2 separate regions of the Sus scrofa genome follow, and region 1 is linked to region 2. Evidence: chromatin contacts called from public Hi-C data. All regions are on one chromosome and are shown on one strand. The core of a region is the stretch at or near the end of the contact, and the rest is flanking DNA. Distances in the headings are between cores, read along the strand shown. Region 1 has its middle 130 kb from the start of BCAS1. Region 2 overlaps LOC110257493 (a long non-coding RNA gene).

Region 1 (3,387 bases), core at 519-3,018, 73 kb before region 2:
TAGAAACGAAAACGCCTCTTTCCAAATCTATAACACCGGGAGACCATGGGAGAGATTTTTTTCAGTTGCTGGTGAAATCCCAAATGTAAGAGGCCTTTTCTGACCAGGCATGGAAACTCCGCTGGCTCTCTGGACACTGCTGGGCAAGCACTGGGAACCAGCAGTGAACAGTCCTTCCAGTGCTGATCCCAGTACCACATGCCAGGGCGGACACTCAGGACCTGGGGTTAGCCTTGGACACTTGGCAGGAAATGTCACTGGGATCTTGGCTCTCCCCAGGCGAAGCTGTGTTTCTCAAAGTTCCTGGAAGTCTCTGAGAAGCGGTCTGAGTTTCTGCCCGGTGGAGATGGAGCCCAGTGACTTTGGAGGACTGCGTTTTTATTTGTTCAACAAGTTCTTACTGAGGGCCTCCATCAGCAAGTCTTCTGCCTGGGGCCTTAGCTGCTGTCACCCAGGGTTCTGGTCTTCTGCTATGAATAATATGACCGGAGTTCTGCTGTCTAATATACTAGCCACTAGACATATGCAACTATTTAAATTTAAATTAATCCAAATTAAATGAAGCTACAAATTCATCTTCTGAGTTGCACTGGCCACCTCTCAAATGCTCAATAGCTACCTGGGGCTGGTGTTACCAGCTTGGACAGCACAGATCTAGAACATATTAGTCACTGGAGAAAGTTCTTTTTGAACAGGTCTGTGCTAAGTCAGACTTGCCTGGGACATGCTAGGATTACACCTACTGACCTGGTATAATCATTAACAGCAGCTTCTTTTACTCTCAAGGTGTCCTGGTTGAGAAATGATCATTTAAAGACTGGGGAGTTGCCGTTGTGGCTCAGTGGGTTAAGAACCTGACATAGTGTCTGTGAGGATGAGGGTTGAAACCCTGGCCTCATCAGTGGGTTAAGGATTCCATGTTGCCCCAGGGGGTCGCAAATGCAGCTTGGATCTGGCTTGGCTGTGTCTGTGGTGCAGACCGGTAGCTGCAGTTCTGATTCGACCACTAGTGGGGGAACTTCCATATACCAGGTGCGGACGTAAAAACAACAATAATTTAAGACTGGAAATGAACCTGGCCACCATGTCCTCGCAGCACCCCCCTCTCTCCTGGCCCCCAGCTAGTCTTTGCCAGGATTTCCCTGAAATCCTAAACCCTTTGCTTTGATGAGAAAGGGCAGTGTCAGCAAGCCCCCTGCCTTTTTTCCTCATTCTCTCCCACCGGTCAAATTCAACAGGAGAGAAAAAAACTTATTACTAGAAGAGAAAAAAAAAAAAAATCCCAGTGAAGAAATTGTCAGTTCTCCCAAAGTGAATGATTAACTTGTAAGCAGTTTCAGTTTTGTTTTTTAGTTCCCCTTGTCTGAAAGAGCTCGGTTTGGCCCCATTTGCCCTGAGTGATGCCAGCGGGGCGCACAGGAAGGGGCGGCAGGCCCCGCCCACCACGGCCCCAGGCTCCGCCTCTATTCCAGGGACCTCCTGGCACCCGCTGCCCGACCAGCAGCTGCCTTTGCTCCTGGCTTTGGCCCCTACTTAGCTCGCCCAGCAGAGGGCACCTGAGTTTAATATTCTTGGCAAAGAATATTTACACAATCATTAGGGATTTTTTTTTTCTTCCAGTGTTACTTTTTTGGTGAGCAGCAATCCAAGGTGCCAGATAATATAGGTCACTTTAAGGACATGTCATCAAAACGTGGAGATTAGAGCCGTTCAGGCCAGCAGGCGGCTCCTTAGGGAACTGCACACTTGCTCCCCCCGCGGGCTCGGCACCCAGGCAGCCGCCAGTGTAAACACCGCAGACACCATTTTGCAGAACTAAGGAAGGAGGGCTATACCGCGTTCCATGCAACCCGAGCCGCTCCAAGAGCCGGGTCTGGGGCGGGGAGGGGGGGCTAGAGGGCCGCCCCCAGGAGCCCTCGCCCCACGCCAGCCTCTCTCTTGGTGGAGGTCTTGAAACAGCCGCGCATCTCACACCCCTGCCAGGGGACACATGGCGGGGCTGGAAGCAGAGGCGGCTCGGATACAACTTGCGTGGCTGCCTCTCTCTACACCAGCGGTCGACGTTCAACATCTTTCTGTCCATCTGTCTACCATCTAGCATCTCCTTCAATCTCTTTCTTTTTCTCAATTACCCGCCCCCCCCCCGTTTCCCTCTCCCCCCCACTCCCTCCTGCCCAATCTCTCCGTTTCATTCTCTCCCTCCTTCCCCCTCCTTCTCTCTCCCTCCTCCCCCCTCCTTCTCTCTCCCTCCTCCCCCCTCCTTCTCTCTCCCTCCTCCCCCCTCCTTCTCTCTCCCTCCTCTCCCCTCCTTCTCTCTCCCTCCTCCCCCCTCCTTCTCTCTCCCTCCTCCCCCCTCCTTCTCTCTCCTCCTCCCCCCCTCCTTCTCTCTCCTCCTCCTTCTCTGGCACATTTTCCGCAGGATCTTCCCTTCCCCCTACGGAAGGGGGCTGAGGTCCGGCTGATGCGATGCCTGCTCCATGTTACTAATTCATTACTGAGCCTAGTTGGTGATTTGTTTTTCTGTATCTAAGGGCCGAGGTGCTGAGCCAAGTTTGGGTTTGGGTTATTTTGTTTGTTGTGTTTTGGTGCCTTGAACACATGCGTGAGGTGAAAAAGCTCCTTTCTAAAGGCGCGGGGCAGTGCGTGTGGGGGGGGGGAGTTCACTGCTCTTTTTAAGATTTCCAGAAATTTTGCCGAAGGGGCTTCTCAGTGGCAACCTCCCAGCACTGCTCCTTTGCACCTTTTGGGAAGAAAACAGACACACGCCTGGTTTTCTGGGCTCCAGGGACAGGTCGCCGGCATCCTCGGGTTCCTTTTCTGTAGCAGTCACTTCTTCCATGGGAATAAGGAGAACGATGCAGGTAAAGGGCTTAGGGAAGGCACACGGTATGAATTCAGTGAACACCAGTGAGAACTAGTTCATTACTTCTTTGCCACTAGCTCCCTCCAGGAGGCTAGCGCTGGGCTCCTGAGCACAGATGCTTGGTGGCGGGAGCTTTGTATCACCTGAACCCTGGAATCCTGGGAGAGGTGTGGCCCCACTTCACCTGTGACTTCCTCTCTGTCACCTTGTAAGTCATGGCTTTGCAATCCAGTTTCTCTGACTGAAACAATGGCTCTTTCCTTACCAGCCCTCTGATACTGTTGATAAAACACACTCAGCACACCTTCCTGGAGCCCAGATGATGAGCTAAGGTCTAGAGAGAAATACCTGGGCCATGACCCTCCTCACTGCCACACTTGCCAGGGTGCCTGAGGCAGTGCCCATGTTCACCTCAGAGCTACGAGTGCCCCCTACCACTCCCCAAGTGTGTTCCATTGGGTGGCAAATAAGGTCACTCTGCCGAAAATATAACACGAGGCCTGGGTAAGTTCAAAGTCAGGTGT
Region 2 (3,688 bases), core at 1,167-3,666:
ATGGGGGGAGAAAACAGAGCTTCACGTCCCTCAAGGGCCTAGTTCAATTCCAAACAATAACTGTGCTTCCTGTATCTACAGAATAATAAGTGCATCGTCGTGCAAATTCTGTTTCAAGTGGACAGAGGCACTTTCAAAATCTCCCATATTAAGAATATTGCATTCCTGGGATAGGGTAATCGGAGCTCCTCTCCAAAGTATAGCATAAAAACTTAAGCCCAGATTAGAGTTCTGCCCAGGGGAAATGAAAATAAACACGAATCAAAGCAGGGCAACTGTTGGAACTATAAAATGTGATTGAACTTTGGAAGCCCTAAAATGTCAGGTGTGCACAATCAGAGAGCTGTTTATTGGTTGATGGATTCCATCATCTACAGTTGCCACAGGTTCACTGCATTTTAATTAAACCTGACAATGGACGATGCAAAGTTTGATACTAGAACAATAAGACTGTGTACATGAGAGCTGTGTTTAGGCGATTCGAATCCAATACAATATTTCAATATATTTTTGCTTTCATATTCAGGGCACCCTAGGTGGACCATGAGATCAAACCACGTTGCTGACAACAAGCACCGCGCCCCCACCCCCACAAAAACCTTGATGTAGACCAGATCCCTAAACCGCAGAAATGAGGCGTGTGCCTACCACTTAGGAAACAGTTCTACTGTATTTGTTTTATTCCTAGATCTTGGCTGGACATAAATCAAAGACTCTGTCTCTTCTAATTCCCCCAAAAGAAAAGAAAAAAAAAAAAGGACAAAGAGTACTTCCTTTATTTTCTAAAATCGTTTCCAGTTTTTCCTAGTGATTCTTAAAAATAGAAGTGCGGCCAGTGGTCGGCTCCTGAAACTGACTCACTTAGGGAGGCATTATCCAAAAGAGCCCTGGGAAAGAATTTTGTTCTAATCACTAGTATGTTATGCTTTTGAAAATTAGGTTGTGGCCAGAGTTCTCACATACCTTTGAGTAAGAAGAAAGATTTGGGTTATTATTTATGTTGATTGGCCCTTCAAACCTTAAAAGCGGTTGGAATAACCAAGTTTATCCACCCTGGAAGGAGAGCTGTGAGTGCTTGAGGACATATTTGGAAAAGCAGAGGGGGATGGACAGGGAGTTTGGGGTTAGTAGATGCAAACTGACATTTAGAACGGATGGGTAACGGGGTCCTGCTGTACAGCACAGGGGACTGTGTCCAATCTCTGGCAACAGAACATGATGGGGGATGATATGAGAAAAAGCATGTGTGTATATGTATGACTGGGTCACTCTGCTGTACAGCAGAAATTGGCAGGGCATCGCAAATCAACTATAATTTTAAAAGTGCAAAATAAGGAGTTCCCGATGTGGCTCAGTGGGTACAAACCCAACTAGTATCCGTAAGGATTCAGGCTCAATCCCTGGCTTCGACCACTGGGTCAGGGATCTGGCATTGCCGTGAGCTGTGGCGAAGGTTACAGACATGGCTCGGATCCAGTGCTGCTGTGGCTGTGGCGTAGACCAGCAGCTGCAGCTCTGATTCAGCCCCTAGCCTGGGAACTTCCATATGCCACAGGTACGGCCCTAAAAAGAAAAAAAAAAAAAAAGAAAAAGAAAAAAGAAAAGCAGAGGTGTCTCCTCCTCACCACACACTCACATATATCCTGTGGCTCTAATTCCTGCACAGTTCTTGTGCCTGCAGAAGCCCACAGATAGAAGCAGCTCAGCTCTCTGGTCAAAGTAACAATGCTGGTAAAAGAAACCCCAACGGGCCCAAAAAGAAGCCTTCACAGAAGGACATACCAAAAGTTCATTAGAAAGGAAACAGGTCCTCACAACCAAACAAAACAAACTGTTGGGAGATGCAGAGGATAGTATTAACGTGCTGAGCCAGAATGCGATTAATCAGCCTCCTTGCTCCCTTAGTTTCCAGCTGCAGAAATATGCCAAGGGGGAAAAACATCTCCCCAGTCCTATGAAGTGTAGGATGAGTGCTATTTTGATTCCAAGGCCAAGGCCGTAGATGGGGGTGTGGGGTGGGAACGTGGCCACTCCCTAACAGCAGAAAGACGCTCACAGGATCCGCTCCCAGACTATAAACATTCAGACTCCTAGCCAAGCACATAATAAAATGCTCTTGTGTGTGTGCGTGTGTGTGTGATTTCCTGCAGTTTAGACTCTTCACATGTAAACTGTGATGATTATTCATGTGGTCTCTGACTTAAAGAATGCCAAATTTCTCCGGAAGTTTCCAAAGCTTCCTGCTGAGAAGGAAGCCGTCTTTCAGGAGATATTTTACTGGCTGCAAAATGCTATGTGTCATGTCAGTGACTGTTAGATTTGAAACAAGAATACGAGAAACAATCCACTGATGGTGATCACAACCAGAGACGTCACCGGGAGAGCCTGTCTTTACAAACAGCAAAGGAACACACGCAGCATCCCTGACCCCAGCCTCTGGAGACGGTCTTGTGTAATTAATCACGAATCTTACCCAAAAGTCAAACCATGTTTGCTCCAAAAGATGACACACTTAAGATTTTCCTACAACTGGTTTAGATCAAGAAGCAAATTTTCTCTCTTTCACTCGGGACATAAACACGGACTCTAAGTCTCTTTTAAGAGATGAATCATTTAGTCCCTGCATCTGACATGGGATTAGGTCATCTGTTTGTTTCGGGGATAGAGTCTACCCTTGACTACAACTGGGTTCCACGATTTGTTCAAACGTTTTCTGGCAATTTCTGATTTGTTGAGACAAAGATCAGAAGCTTAAATCCCACTGCACTAACTGGCTAGGTTATGACCAAGGTGGAACAGAGCCAAAAAGCTGCAAACACACATACGATGTGTTGTTGGGACCTACCGTCTGTCTGCCTTCATGAGGACAGGATCATCCTAGCACGCTCACCCACCAGGTGGCTCAATGAGCTGGAAATGTTTTTCTTTCCTTTTTAAACAGCAGGAACAGAAGAGATCAGTAATTAACCAGGTGAGCAATTCGTTTGCCTCCTGGAACATACTAGAAAGTAAAAATAACCATCCTCTTTCTTGCAGCACTGACATCTCTACATAAATCAACAAACCAGAGAAGGAGAGAAGGAGCCGAGAGGGAGGGAGGAAGAGCGAGAACAAGAAGAACGCAACGCTCCACAGTCACGCAATAAACAACCCGAGGACACCTTCTGAGCGGAGTAATCCAGAAACTCAGAGATCACCCAAGTAGCTTCCACATTCAGCTAATTGAAGAGTACATTTTAAATAATACCTTCAGTTTGCCTGCCATTTAGAGTTTATCCAGGGCTTTCACATATATTATTTTAATCATTTAATTGTTTTATTATTTTGTCTGACTTCGTTAATCGTCTTTTATACTGGAGAAAGGCAAAGATTAAAGGAGAATAAATGATTTTAAAAAGATGGAACACCTAGGACAAGACTGAGCCAAAATGCACCTTGGTAGTTCCTTCTTAGTCTACTGCTCCTGCCCTAACACGTAACACGAGAGGGTTTTCACCTCTTCTGGTTTTGCTACAACGTTCATACACCTCTCACGTGTTCGCAGGTATCTCCCAAGGTTTACGAACCCTGTCACAAAATAACACTGTAAGAATTAAAGCGCTGCACTAAACTGTACCCATCACAGAGGGTCAGAGGACACTAACAGATCCCAGCGCATCCACCTCTTCTGTTCTGCTCAGAAAACGCA

The links. Hi-C and Micro-C count contacts between places; a contact is called where the count stands out from the background.
Region 1: a contact with region 2 is called in a Hi-C map of liver, with 4 times the contacts expected there. The contact joins two enhancer-like sites. A contact is called at or near these places in 9 of 47 Hi-C or Micro-C datasets (adipocytes, alveolar macrophages, embryonic fibroblasts and 5 more) and 2 of 2 datasets of contacts at active chromatin or transcription factors (alveolar macrophages and skeletal muscle).

What each region holds. Positions count from the first base shown.
Region 1 is chr17:54,894,467-54,897,853 of Sscrofa11.1, reverse strand. No RefSeq gene overlaps it. Among named protein-coding and RNA genes, the nearest start is that of BCAS1, 130 kb to the left of the region's middle. Within about 2 kb of position 1,768, at least 59 of the 83 cell types and tissues checked have an H3K27ac peak or open chromatin away from gene starts, as enhancers often do. A contact at or near this core is called in alveolar macrophages, liver, mesenteric adipose tissue and 2 more, where this site is marked.
Region 2 is chr17:54,822,024-54,825,711 of Sscrofa11.1, reverse strand. All of the region lies in intron 1 of LOC110257493 (a long non-coding RNA gene), which reads right to left. Among named protein-coding and RNA genes, the nearest start is that of ZNF217, 190 kb to the right of the region's middle. Within about 2 kb of position 2,416, at least 37 of the 83 cell types and tissues checked have an H3K27ac peak or open chromatin away from gene starts, as enhancers often do. A contact at or near this core is called in alveolar macrophages, liver, mesenteric adipose tissue and 2 more, where this site is marked.